2 separate regions of the Mus musculus genome follow, and region 2 is linked to region 1. Evidence: chromatin contacts called from public HiChIP or PLAC-seq data. All regions are on one chromosome and are shown on one strand. Each heading gives the region's core, a stretch centred on a gene start, on an enhancer-like site or on the middle of the called end of the contact. The rest is flanking DNA. Distances are from core to core; before and after follow the strand shown.

Region 1 (3,045 bases), core at 271-2,770:
TTCCACCAAAATTTGGTCAGCCAACCTCCTAGATACCATTTCTAGCTCCAGAGTCTAATTGGATGGTTCTGTTATAGAAATGTACCCAGGAAGGCTCTGCCTGTTAACAGACAGTAGATCTGTTCCTTTCCATTCCATTTCGTGTGTGTGTGTGTGTGTGTGTGTGTGTGTGTGTGTTTGTGTATGTATGCATGTATGTGTGTGTGTATATGTGTATGTGTGTGTATGTGTGTATATGTGTATGTGTGTGTAATGTGTGTGTGTGTTCTGATTTTAATCATTCCATGACCATTTGGGTAGCAAGATATAGTTCCCTACAGTACAGCATCTTATTGCACCTGTCATATAAATTCTTTAATCTGGGCCAGGCGTGGTGGCGCACGCCTTTAATCCCAGCACTTGGGAGGCAGAGGCAGGCGGATCTCTGAGTTCGAGGCCAGCCTGGTCAACAGAGTGAGTTCCAGGACAGCCAGGGATATACAGAGAAACTCTGTCTCAAAAAAAAAAGAAAGGAAGGAAGGAAGGAAGGAAGGAAGGAAGGAAGGAAGGAATTCCTTAATCTGATGATGAAACATTATAATGCCCAAATTACAGTGATGCTTTCTACTCTATTCTCAAACATGCAACTCTAAATCTCGAGTGAGCATTCATTCACCTGCGCTAGTTGAGGTCCTTGGGAATCCAAACAAGCCTGGCTGTCCACACGTGGACCAGTGAGTTTCACCTGCCAGCTGGGCCCATCTCATATGACCACTTGGCGACATTTAGTGAGCACACATAAGTGATACCCAATAAAACGGGCCAGAGAAAGAGAAGAGCAGTAGGACTGACTTCTCTCCATTCTGCTGTTTTGTTTCAAACTCCACTCATTCCCAACCGGCCGGATCAAGGCCCCCTGAACAACAGACACCAGCATACTTGTTGGGTTTTAGCCAAGTGTTCTTTAGCTGATCAGAAATTGATGAGGTATGCCTCCGGAGTCCCATTTCTTTTATGTTCTTCTCGGGGGGGGGGGGTTTCCCAGGAAGAGCTAAAAGATGCGAAACTGACAGGCACGTGCAGGGACTCAGCCAGATTGCACCTGTCAGAGAGGAAGACGGGCCCTTGGGTAAGCTACTCTCTTGAGAGCTTGGCTCTCTGTGAGTTGGATTGGGGTGGGGTGGTTCATCTAACAAAATCTCTCTAGAGGCTCCTGGCTATTTGCCTTGACTGCTCCCTAGTCTGAACCGCGTCCAGGTAAATCTCAGCTGCCTCTTGCTCTCTACGAAATCAAACATTTGACTCTACACAACGGCACATGATGAAATAGCCACCTAAGCCCCGCCCCCACTAGGCAGACATTATTATGCTTGAGACCAGTGGTGCTGTTTGAAGCTTACTGTGAAGGACAGTATATTTGACTTTCTTTTCCTCCTTTTTCATTCTACCAATAGGCAACGGCTTACTTAACTAATCTATCAAACATGGTGTCCCTTCCTTCCTGGACAAACTCTGAAGACATTTTCCATCTCAGTACTTCCTGCCCTGCCCTGCCCTGCCCTGCCCCCAGAGAAGCAGGAGGCCTCAAGTCAGACGTGAATCGGCCCCCTGGGAGCTGTCAGCCCCACCCACACATCCCACATCATTACTCGGGCTTCGTGAGGGCATTGCTGAGTGCCTTTTAACCAACCTGTCTATAAATGTGCAGAAGTCTTCGTTGTTAGTTAGCTTCCTGGTGAAACAGAGACAAGACTTCAAGATGAGGCTCAAGATGGCTTCCTGCCTTTGAAAGCTTAGACTGTCACCTGTTCTCAGGCTACAATCAATCTCTTCCTTCCCCGTCTTGACTCATTGTGAGGAAGCATTAAAATACAGGACCTCTCCAGTCCCCTCCTCTGCTTTGCTACAATGAGACGGACATAATAAATCCAGTACCCTCGCTTAGGCAAGGGTAACCCCTACCTTAGACAACTGGAAGTATAAAAACGGCTCCATTAGCTTCCTTGAGGAAGGTACAACTAATAAAGACTCCTTAAGGCCCTTCCATCTTTTGCCTATTAGATGGCTGTAGTGTGAATTCCCTGTCCTTGTAGTCTGGATTTTGGGTACAGCATCCTGCAGTGAGTGAGGCATGTCTGCATGATCTTCAGGGACAGTGACTACACAGTCTGAGTACATTGCTCGTGTGTGTGTGTGTGTGTGTGTGTGTGTGTGTGTGTGTGTGTATGTGTGTGTGTTCCGGTTACCCACCACCTCTGCAGAAGGCAAAGCCCTAGCCTCTGGGCCATGAGGAAGATGAGCAAGCACATTTCTGCCTTGCAGCAGCTTAGCCAGGAAGAGGTCACAGCACAGAAAGAAAAAAAAAAGTGTGGTTATCACCGCTCTCCATCTGGTTTGGTTTGGAAAGGATACAGTTGTCCCTTCAAACCCAAGAGTCCCACATCTGTGGCTTCAACCAACCATGGATCAAAAACATTGTGTGTGTGTATGGGGGGGGGGGGACCTGCATTCCTGCTGAACATATACAGACTATTTTTATCTTGTCAATTCCCAAATAATCCAGCATGGCAGCTATTCATGAAGCAGTCATACTGTGTTACGTAGCCACCATCCACAGGTGATTTCATGCAGAAAGGTGGATGCAGGTTCTCTGGTGATGCTGCACTACTTTATGTAAGGGATGTAAGCAGCCATTGATTTTAACATCCGTCAGAGTCCTGAAAACAATCCCCTTAGATACCAAGGGACAACTACGGTAGACAAAATCCAGGCCCATTTGCCTGAATAAAGACAACTGTGTTCATTGCTGAATATTGACTTGAGGTCAATAAATAGACCCAGGTTTCTAAGTCATCGGCCTTGAAGAGTAATGTCTACATAGAACATGGCACATAAAATGGGTCCCTTCCTATGAAAGTTTACAGAATAATACGTATATGGCTGAACACAAATGTTTTGCCCCCACGTGGCATGCTTTTGAGATCTTGCTTTTAATGGTACCAACCTTTGAAAATCCTCCAGATTGAAAGATGAATGGGAGAAAACCCATATATGTAGCGGGAGGCA
Region 2 (3,389 bases), core at 207-2,706, 130 kb after region 1:
TGGCTGCACCTGCTTGGCTCCCCTGCAATGTCAGAGACTGAGAACCCAGCATCAAGCCTCCTTTCGCTTCCGGTGTGCCTCTTCCTGAATGAGTCGGATCTTCTTCTTTAGTTCCCTCTCTCATCTCAAGGGCCACATCTAACAGAATGCTTTCTCTATGAATCAAAATGACTTTGGTTTAATTAAATGCCTTCCACAGAACTCAGGGCGGGGGGGGGGGGGTGTTGTTTTTGCCTTTTTTTTTTTTTTAACAAATTTGGAGCCTTCATTAGAAAGTGAAAGTAGATGTTAATCCTTTTAAAATATGAACCAGCAAGTCATTATCATTACACACACACACACACACAAGAGAAACTTAGTTCAAATGAGCAAAGATGCTTGAATCCTGTCACCTTTTCATCTTTGCCCAGGATAACGTTGTTATAGTGCCTTTACTTTACACTACATAACTCCTGCTAAACTCCTTAGGTAGGAGATATAATTGGCTTTTCCTTGAGAGAAGGGGAGTCACGAAGTGTGTCTGAGCAAGTCTCTGGCAAATCCCCTGGGTACTGAATAATGAAGCCTGTCTAGCTCCCAGAGTCCAGCTCTTCTCACTTTCCTTTGAACAAGGCCAGCCCATTGCTCTTTTTCAGCCCAGCTCTGGTGTTGGGGGTGGGGGTGGGAGTGGGAATCCAGTGGCCAGAGACTAAAGGGAGCTTCAAAGAGCCACGGAATCTGGTCTTCAAAAGAAAGCGTGCTCAAAGAGTTGAATGGTCCCCAGCTTGAGGACTGGTGAGTTCCTTAGGTGTGCCACAAGTGGAAGTGTGCATCTGTGGCTAATTGAAGTTCTCAGAATAATCCCTGCCCCAGGACACACACCCCACCCCCTGTGACTGGAGGGAGTGCTCAGATAAGAGCCCCCAGGCCTACATTTTACCCTTTGACTGGGATGGGCTATCATCCTTCACAGCTCACACACACAGCAAAGCCCCCTGTGCTCCCTGGCACAGGAAAGAAGTCTTTCCACATCACAGGAGCCAAACCCCAGGAGTTCTGAGGGCTGAGAACTTTGCCCTTGTAAACTGCTTTGGTAAAGAACTCAAAGGCAGGAGAGTGCGATAAGGAAACTGCTCCACATTGTTTTATAGTCTTAGCATTCACCCGGTTCCTGTAGTGTTCTGTATTCTTCTACTTGAACCATAGAAGCCAAGCGTATCCCTCCTCCCACCAGGCTGGAACATCCCATTTACCCAGTCTTGGGCTCTGTTGTGTGCCCGCAACATTCTGAAGTACAGTCTACATCTTTGAGTAAAATATCTGCTGAATCTGTCATTGGCTTCAACATTCACATTGGCAGGGGTTTTCTTTGAGGTTTTTTTTTTTTTTGGTTTTTGTTTTTTAATTGGGTGGAGGTGTGCGTTAGTACAACTTTTACCAGCTTAACTAGTTTTAAGTGTAGAGGTCACCATATGGAGAACACTCACACCTATTGTGAAACCATCACCAATATCCAGCCCCACAATCCTTTTCGTCTTCCCAATCTGAAACTGTCCTGAAATAATACTAACTTCCAATTTCTCCAACTGTAACCTCCCAGCAACCTCCGTTCTGCTTCCTCTTTCTAGGAGTCTGACTGCTCGAAGAACCTTCTGTAGGTAGAACCATACTGTATCTATTGTTAGCAGAATGTCCTCGGGGCTGATCGATTCAGAGTGTGTGTCAGAGTCAACCTCCCCAACCCTGTTTCTTTTGTGCTTTTGTGGTTTTGTGGTTGTGTGTGTGTGTTGCTAGTATCAAACACAAAACCTTGTGCTTACTAGACAACGTATTCCTTCAGTGAGCTACAACCCCAGCAACCTCCTTACTACCTAAAACCAAGCAGTCTCCCATGGAAGGAGAGGGTTTAGCAGTTAATAACACTTGCTGCTCTTCCTGAAGACATAGGTTCAATTCTCAGTGCCCACATGGCAGTCACAACCACCTGTAACTCCAGTTCCAACAGATCTGACACTCTATTCTGCCCTCCATTTGGCGTCAGGCGCACATGTGGTGTGCAAACATACACGCAAGGCGAAACACCCACACACATAAAATAGAAATAAATCTTTAGTGGTGCATACCTTTAATCCTAAAACTCAGGAGGGAGAGGCAGTGAGATCCTGTCTCAAAAAAGCAAGACAAATGAAAAAGTATTCTATAATTTGCATTTTTCAGTCTATTCATTCACCCATCAACAGAATTTTGGCTACTGTGCCCAATGCTGCTATCAGCATAACCGTACAGACAATTTTTCAACACCCTGTTTTCAGTTCTTCAGGGGATATACACAGAAGTGTCATTGCTAAATCATATGCCAGTTCTATTTTTAATCTTTCAAGGAACTACCAACCTTTTTCCATTCTGACCGGCACAGACGAGCAGTTTTTCCACGCCCTCGACACACTACCTCCTGATTGTTTGGACAGTAGGGCATCTGAAAGGTGTCAACTCCAGTATCATTTGTTTTTTTCTTGCCCAGTTCTTATTGTTTTAACTATAGATTTGTAGTCATTTTTACTAAAATTTTGATGCATTTGTTTATTGTAGTGTATGTGGGGGTGGTGGTGATGGGGGGGCCGTCAAAAGGACAACTTTCAGGAATCAGTTTTCAACTTTTAGCGTGATTCATATAGATCATGTTCCTTAGATCAAAATCAAGATGTCAAGCTTGGCAGCAAACACCTTGACCCGCTAAGCAATCTTGCCAGCAGGCTTCATAATGTCTTAATATCTAGTATCTCTTCTGTCTATATAGTTCTTTAGTAAAATTGTTTTTATTTACTTTTGTTGTTCTGTTGTTATTGTTTTTAACAGCATCTCTCTGTCTAGCCTTAAAACTTTTTATTTATTTATGCTTATGTATGTGTGGATGGGTGGGGGTCAAAAGACTGTGAGCTCATTCTTATCCTATGGGATCTGACGAACAAACTCAAGTCCTTAGATTTGATGGTGAGCACGTTTACCCACTGAGCTATCTCACTAGCTCCACCCAGCTGGCCTCAGAATCCCAGCTCTCCTGCCTCAGTCTTCCAAGGAGTATACTACCATGCCCCTCACCATGCCTAGCCCCTCATCAAAATATTATTTGCTATATCCTCATTTATTTGTTTCAGATGCACCCAAGAATTGTTTTTTACATCTCTATATTTTATAGGAATTTTGTCTATATACTTTTGAAGTTTTGGTTGGGATTACCTTTATCGTAACAATTTAGAATGCACATTTTAAAAAAATAAATTCTTTTTTTTTTATTTTTAGTTTTGTATATGGGTGTGGGTGTAGGTATATAGAGACCAGGTGTGGGTGTAGGCATATAGAGACCAGAGGCCAACGCTTGGCAGTTACTTTTCTCTGACCATGTGAGTCTT

What was found. HiChIP or PLAC-seq counts read pairs in DNA pulled down with a chosen protein or histone mark.
Region 2: a contact with region 1 is called in an H3K27ac HiChIP or PLAC-seq map of the HPC-7 cell line, with 5 times the contacts expected there. The contact joins two enhancer-like sites. A contact is called at or near these places in 1 of 15 datasets of contacts at CTCF or cohesin (CD8 T cells), 10 of 484 Hi-C or Micro-C datasets (the 3T3-L1 cell line, CD4 T cells, CD8 T cells and 5 more) and 4 of 115 datasets of contacts at active chromatin or transcription factors (CD8 T cells, the HPC-7 cell line, bone marrow-derived macrophages and 1 more).

What each region holds. Positions count from the first base shown.
Region 1 is chr13:37,673,596-37,676,640 of GRCm38.p6, forward strand. No RefSeq gene overlaps it. Among named protein-coding and RNA genes, the nearest start is that of AI463229, 7.4 kb to the left of the region's middle. Within about 2 kb of position 1,521, at least 52 of the 459 cell types and tissues checked have an H3K27ac peak or open chromatin away from gene starts, as enhancers often do. A contact at or near this core is called in the HPC-7 cell line, where this site is marked.
Region 2 is chr13:37,801,840-37,805,228 of GRCm38.p6, forward strand. It overlaps a transcript of Rreb1 not described here. Among named protein-coding and RNA genes, the nearest start is that of Gm46411, 4.0 kb to the left of the region's middle. Within about 2 kb of position 1,457, at least 12 of the 459 cell types and tissues checked have an H3K27ac peak or open chromatin away from gene starts, as enhancers often do. A contact at or near this core is called in the HPC-7 cell line, where this site is marked.